2 separate regions of the Gossypium hirsutum genome follow, and region 1 is linked to region 2. A link is a contact called in public Hi-C data. All regions are on one chromosome and are shown on one strand. The core of a region is the stretch at or near the end of the contact, and the rest is flanking DNA. Distances in the headings are between cores, read along the strand shown.

Region 1 (3,620 bases), core at 702-3,201, 70 kb after region 2:
GTTATCTTGAAAACTTTTGAAAGAAATAATTTTGATATTTAAATGATATTAGACGTAGTCTTAAAACAATGAAATAATAACGTACAACGTGGAATGTGATTCGTAAATTAAATCATACGCTAATGAACAACAAAGATTCAATATGCGAATAAACAATATTATATACATAAGAGCAACAATTTTATATCCTACATTATGCAAATACTAACATCCATATTAGCAAGCAAAATGAATTAAAAGGTTAATCTTAAAAAAATAACAAGCGAATTAAATAAAACGTAACAAGTTTTTAAATAACAAGAAAAGTAACATGAAATAAGGGAAATTATATATTAAAATAAGTTTAAAATAATATATATATACATGAAAGTTTGAAATAAACCAAAAATATAGTTGAAAACAAATAATTTGAAATCAATAGTATACATACATATGAATAACAAAAATAATTTAATATAAGTTGTATACATAAAAAATATTTAAAGATGAAATATATAAAAATGGCTTTGAAATGTATATTATAAAATAAAAGTTATTAAAAATATGTTATATTGGATTAATAAAAAATGATTCATCACAAAGTTAAAATAATAATATATAATAATAATAAAATAAAAGAATTTAGGAATAATAGTGCATAATAAAGTAATATATATATGTAAAAACAATAAGTAACCGAAAATGTAACCAAATATAACAATAATGTCAATAAAAATAACAAATAATAATAAATTAATATTAAACTAATTAATAAAACAATGGGCTGATTTGGAATTAAAACAGAAATTTAGGGGTAAATCTGAAATAAATAAAAGGAAGAGGAGGCCGAATCGGGCGCGCGAGGAATAAGGAGGGAGTAAAGCGGAAAATATCCTTACCCTCTAAAACGCTGCGTTGCGGCATGGACTGAAACGGAGTCAGCAACAAATTATGCAGCCCAATTTAAGGAAGCCGCACAAACTAGATTGAAACCAAACACAAACAAGGAGGACTTGGAGCGCAAATAACCCTCCCTTACCAAAACGCTCGGGTCAAGCCGCAATCAGATCGGGTCATCGGGTCATGGCTCAATGCAACACCGTTTTAGAGCCATTGAAACGGGCACTAAACGGTGTCGTTTCACCCCCATATAAAAGTCCCCACAAACCCTAAAAAATTAAACCCTAAGCCATTCTAAAACAAACAGAAAAAGACCTCCTTTTCTCTCTGCCGCTGCACAACCCGAACCCCATCCAACTCCACTTCGGACGGAGTCGACAGGGCTCCGACGGCGCAACTTCGCGAAGGTAAAAACCTCATTTTCCTTCTCTTTATTTTCTCTGCTATTTATTATTATTAATAATAATATATATGAAACGACGATATACCAGAAAAGAAAAAAAACTCGAAATAAATCACCTTTAGAAACTGTTTTTCTGTTGCTTTTCAGAAATTTTTGATAAAATATTCGTGTTTTTGATTTCTTTGAATGCTTTCTTTTTACATTCAATCTCTCTGCTTTCTTACATTCATCCCCCCTTTTTCTTTTGCAATCGATCTATATATCGAAAAAAAAACAGAATAATAAAAAAAGAAAGAAAAACATATGTCATTTGCTATTTTCTTTTCTTCTTTTTTGTTTCTTTGTGTGCTGCGTTGTTCGTTGTTCGTTTGTTGCAGGTGTACGGAGGCCAGCTGGAGTGTACGGAGGCGCGTGAAGGCATGGAGAGCGATGCTGGTATGGCGCGGAAGAGAGCCCGTGTTCGATTGCGGCACGATAACTGCTGAGGGCTAGGGTTTCGGTTCTATTTTTTAATGTAATGGGCTTAGGGTTAGATAATTGGGCCTCTGTAACTTGGGTCTGGTAAATTTTTTGTAATTTGGACTGTTTATTGGACTATTGGACTTTTAATTTTGATTTTGTTTTATTTAGTTTTTTATATATTTATTTATTTTATTTTTTGTGATGCATATGGCCGGGCATAAATTAGGTATTGGATAAAGAAACCAAACAAAACTTAGGAACATCTGTCAGAGTAAAGAGGTTGATTTAGCATTTGTTTTCTTTTTTTAGTTTAACTTGTTTTTTACACCAAAAAAGAAAAAAAAAACCTTTTAAGTGATAATTCTAGGCGATGAGATGAGAAAGCAGGCTACCTGGACGGTGGCGTTTCATATCCGACCTTTCTACCACATTGAGATAACAGTACCCGAACCCTCTAATCTCCCATTGGCGTTTTCACCCTTCTTCCTCCTTTATTCCCCCTGCTAGGGTTTCTACTACCGTTACCTCGATGGTGACCAAAGATCATGTCACCATGAACGGGAACGGTAACAGTAACTGGTTCAGTAAGATGGAAGAAGAGTTTTTCAAGAGGCACCACAAATGTGACGTTACAAGAAATCAGTACAACTCGTCGCTTGTTAAACTCATTAAAGCTATTGCTCATCTCGTAAGGTTTTTGCCCTTTATTAGAGTGCATTTACGAGGAGGTTGAAATTAAAGTGGGGATTGATTCGAATTGTAAAGCTTCGTCTGAAATTTTAACTGGTGTCAAGTTATCTGTGAATCCATTGGGGTTATCGACATTTTATGTTAGGGTTGTAGCATGTGATTTTAAGAGATTCAATGTATAACATTGACAACTTTTGATGGAGGATTAATTAGTAGAAATTAGTCTGTAAAATTGTTGTTTTCTTGTGTACTTGCTTAGTGTGTGCATTGTTTAAAAAGAAATAGAAAAGAGGATTTTCTTTCAACTTGCATTTCATTCAAGTGTAGAAGCTTAGCTAGGGGTTCTTGTATCTAATCTTCAAATCCGGAGAACTTCTAATTGAATGCGTTTAATTTTATATCACATTCCCAATGTAAACGTTGTGTGGTTACAAGTAGAGTTACTTTCAGATTAAATGTTTCAGGTTTTAGATTGGGCTGCCTTGGTTATGTTTTCTTCCTTAATGAACAGCTATTGGTTTTTGATCAATCAGGTTTGGCCTGTATTGAGGAGATTCGATCAACTGCAGAAGAACAAACCATCTGTCAGCAGGTGTGTTGTCTGCCGGCCACAACTAGCTCTGAAAGGTTAGAGTATCTAGATGATGACGAGCATATTTTGAGCATGATAATTGTTGGAGGGGATCTTAGGTTGAAGCATAAAGGTATGAATTTTGTACTTGGTTGAAATAGTTATATACAACACATGTAACTTCAAGTGCATGTCTGATGAATTCTGGTATAGATTTTCAACATATAGTTTTGACTGTAGTATAGTTATTCATCTCAAATTAATTATTATTTTTGGTCTCTGTTGGATTATGTAATGCATGAATTACCTAAAAATATAATAAGGTTTTGGATATGGTCACTAACGTGGAGGACTGAATTTGCCAACCTTTTCCTTTTACTAGTCATTGGGATAAGGATGTGTGGATTGAGTATGAATTGTCAAAATCATTGTTTAAATGGTTAAATCTATTCAGCTTTACAATTTTTGTTGTTGTTCATGTTTGAGTTTGTGCATAGCTTTACAAAACTGGAAATTCAAGTTGTGAAACTAGAATGAGATCCACATCTATTATATTCTGTTAGTGGCATGAATTTGCTTTCTGATTGCACTCTGTCAAGAGAATTTCTATGCCTT
Region 2 (3,706 bases), core at 592-3,091:
AGGTACCAATTTTATATTTAAGCCCAAATAAAAAATTTCAAAAAAGTAAAATAAAACAAAATAATCTTGTGGTAATTCACGAAAATAAAATTAAGACAATAAAAAGAAATTCAAAAGTGATTTGGTATGAAAATTTGAACTTGTGTGAAATTTTGGACCATTAAAAACTTAGGAGTGTGAAAAAATAAGTCAAATTTTATCTTAGTGTTCGATAAATCATAGAAAATTTTCATTTCCAATGAAATGAAAATTTTCAACATTTAATATTTTAAATGTGTTTGATAATCATTTTAATTTTTTACTTAATATAAAATTTTCAACAAAAACTGTGTTGAATAAGATAAGTAAGTAGGTAGCTACTTATCACTTAATGTAGAAAATATTGAGTTGATTAAAATGATAAGATTAAAATTAAAAATAAATAAATATTTTTGAACAATAAAAGTATAAATAATTTTTTAAAATTAATATTTACTTTTATCAAACAATATAATTATATTCAATACTTATATGTACTAATTTATCAAACAATTTTTTAATATAAATTCAGTACCTATAAAATATAACAATAAAAACTCAGTACTTACATTTTCAGCATTTGTGAAACACACTCTTACTGAAAAAAAGTTAATCTAATTTCTTGTTCATATCTCTTTATTATTGTCAAGCATAGCATACGCTTATAGAGTTAGTTTAATTTATAGCTCATTTCTCTTTATTCCTGAAAAGTAAAGCTAAAATGCTAAAACTCACAGATTTGGGATACTTACTATTTGTGATCAGACGATCGAATATATATAAAAAAACACATTGGTTTTCAATAATTTTAAGATTCCCAAGGATTAGTTTTGTCATTGTTTTATGTTACTTTTGCGAATTACTCGTCACCTACACGTTATAAAAGCTTATTAAAATGATGTTATCTTACATTAACTAAATCCCTGAATCTGTTTAATTATTGTTTATAGAGGAAATCCATGGTCCATGTAATATTACTAATAAAGAATTGATCAAAATCGTACTCTTGGAAGACCAAATCAAGGCAGCTCATTGAAGTGGACCTGTAAGGACCCTAATTAGACAAAAGTTGCACCGCCTGTTTTTATGTTTCTTTCACTATCCAACGCTACATTTGACCAAGGTGCTTCCAAGAACAAGTAATTTGAGAAATATTGTTTTTTTAAGCAAGATTGAGTTCAAATCGTAGTGTGAGCAGTATATGCCTCAATAACTGCACTCTAATCGGATTTCCAATAACACTAAACAGTCAAAGATCTTCACCATTTGAACTTACATAGAAATTTGATCTCTTTAAATATGGTGAATGAATGACACTAGAACTCTTGAAATAATATTCTTGTTTCGCAACATTCATCATACTCCAATCAACAATGTTATTGCACAACATTTAATTACAATTGGTGATGCAATTGGCAGTAAAATCACAATTCAATGAATTCTTTTAACATTTTAGATATTTTAATCTAAATTATTATCCATTTGTATTATAAAGATAGTTAAAACTTCTCTTTTCCCGAACCTTAAAATTTATATTTAAGCAAGTAGAGAATTTTTTTAGCTTGAAATTGCAAAGATGAGGAATGATTAAATATATCAGAGAATATATCAGCCACAATGGTAGACCAAACTTTTATGTTTATACCTGTAAACAATTTTAAAGGACCCTTATTTACAAGTTGTGACTTTTAATGGGGTGGGGTTTGAATTTAATTGAAGATTTGATTTTGTTACTATTGTACCAATAATATTTAGTTGAGAGGATAAACACAAATTTATGTGTTCAACAATCTCTAAAGAAGGTATGAAAGGTCAAAGTCTCCATACTATATGGTGCCATCATTCAGAAAATAAAGCTACTTTTTAACTTTATGCATATATGAACACTACATCAACATCATTGATTTGACGATCAAATAAATTTTATCCTAATTAAGTGGATAGACTTAAGTGATTCCGCTATATCTTTGTTATTTCCCTTTTGTGTTTTATATGGCTTAGAGCCTTTGAGAAAAAAGAGTAAACAAGTATTTTCATCTTTCCTTTTCATAAATTTTTGGCTTATAAACTATACAATTTTTTTAAAATTAGTAATTAAACCATATTCGGTTATCCAAAATAGTATCTAAACTCTTCCCTTTTTTCTTAAGTTAGTATTTAAATTCTTTCTTTGTTACTTAAATTATTCTCTGTTTTTCAAATTATCGCCGTCGCTAAAAAATTATTAGCCAATCACTTTTTCCCAATTTTAAAAAATTATGCGTTTATTCTCAATTCTTTTAATGTAATCTTTTTCAAACTATGCTCACATTAAAAAGGGAAAATATTCTCTATTTTTAAAAGTTCTTAGTCGCTACAAATTCAAATTGAATTGAATTACAACTTCTTCTTTTTTCATTCTTTCCCTCCTCACGATACCATTAAAAAAATTACATTAAAAAAGAAAAAAAGAATCGTACGGAGAAAAAAAGTGAAAAAAATTAAAAAGTTCTAATCAATTCAATTTGAATTTTTAAAAATTAATTTAATTTAATTCTATTTAAAAGTGCCATGTGTCACAAAATGATTGGCTAAGAGATTTTTTTAACAACGGGGGTAATTTAGATAATATAGTTTGGTTTAGGTATGACTTTGAGTAACGGAGTATCGTTTAGGTAAATATTGTAAGCAAAAACAAGTTTAGATATCAAGTTGAGAAAAAAATGTATAGTTTAGGTAACACTTTGGGTAATGGAGTATAGCTTAGGTACCACTTGTAACAAAAAAAAGTTTAGCTACCAACTCTGAAAAAGTGTAGAACACCCCAAAACCCAGCCTAGAAGTTTAGACTGAATCCCAAAGGTTACATTGGCCACCCAAAGTGGCGGAAACAAAAGCACTTATTTAAGCTTAGAAAATTCCTTCTGGAACCACTATTCTCCCTAGTTATAGCAAGTTAGATGAAACTTAGTTAAGTTTTGAAAAAATGTTTAATTGGCATTAAACGCAAGTCGAAAATAAACCAAAATGGTATTCCTTGAACAGTTCCGAAAGCATCAAATTTTGTCAATCAAAAACCAGAATTCGAAATCAGTGATATAACGGAACACATAAGTTGTTTAAAATTGAAACACATAACTGATCGAAAATCCAAACTCAACCCATACCACAGTTTTTATAATCTTCATTTCAAACCATTTTAAAATAATAAACTGAATTTTAAGAAGCATCATTTAAACCAAACCTAACACTTATCAGTCCGAGACCTCCAGCTGCCGAATCCAGCACCTAACCACGCAAATTACCTATAAGGAAGAAACTAAAAGGGAATGAGCTACAAGAGCTCAGTGTGAATCCAAAACCAATCGAAGGATAAAGGATGAAGAAGCTAAACAGAAATTAAACACATAATTGCACTAAATTAGCATACAAAAAATTGTACACAGAACGAGATCCCAGTCACATACGTTAATTTAATACCTCAGTTCTCGTGTAATTTAACATTCGTAAACATTTTCAAAGGAAGTTTATGCAAGCAATATGCATTTAAATGTATAGTAAAAATGTAACATACATGAACCCACCCAACCAGCCAAACACCATTTCGTCCACCTTGCATACCATGTTAGGGCTACAGTAGGCCATGCACCCTACACACCACATAGAACCATAATAGGCTCATCCACCCTACACACCACGATGTGGAACT

Evidence for each region. A called contact is a pair of places that touch in the nucleus more often than the background predicts.
Region 1: a Hi-C map of leaf shows a contact between it and region 2, with 2.8 times the contacts expected there. The contact joins the promoter of LOC107909922 here to the enhancer-like site in region 2. A contact is called at or near these places in 11 of 34 Hi-C or Micro-C datasets (anther, fibers, hypocotyl and 2 more).

The regions. Positions count from the first base shown.
Region 1 is chrD08:42,767,132-42,770,751 of Gossypium_hirsutum_v2.1, forward strand. LOC107909922 (abscisic acid receptor PYL8) reads left to right here and starts at 1,952. Exons shown (of 2, transcript XM_016837634.2): 1 at 1,952-2,432; 2 at 2,968-3,464. The coding sequence starts at 2,274. The coding sequence ends at 3,066.
Region 2 is chrD08:42,697,325-42,701,030 of Gossypium_hirsutum_v2.1, forward strand. No RefSeq gene overlaps it. Among protein-coding and RNA genes, the nearest start is that of LOC107909903, 28 kb to the right of the region's middle. Within about 2 kb of position 1,842, at least 3 of the 9 cell types and tissues checked have an H3K27ac peak or open chromatin away from gene starts, as enhancers often do. A contact at or near this core is called in hypocotyl and leaf, where this site is marked.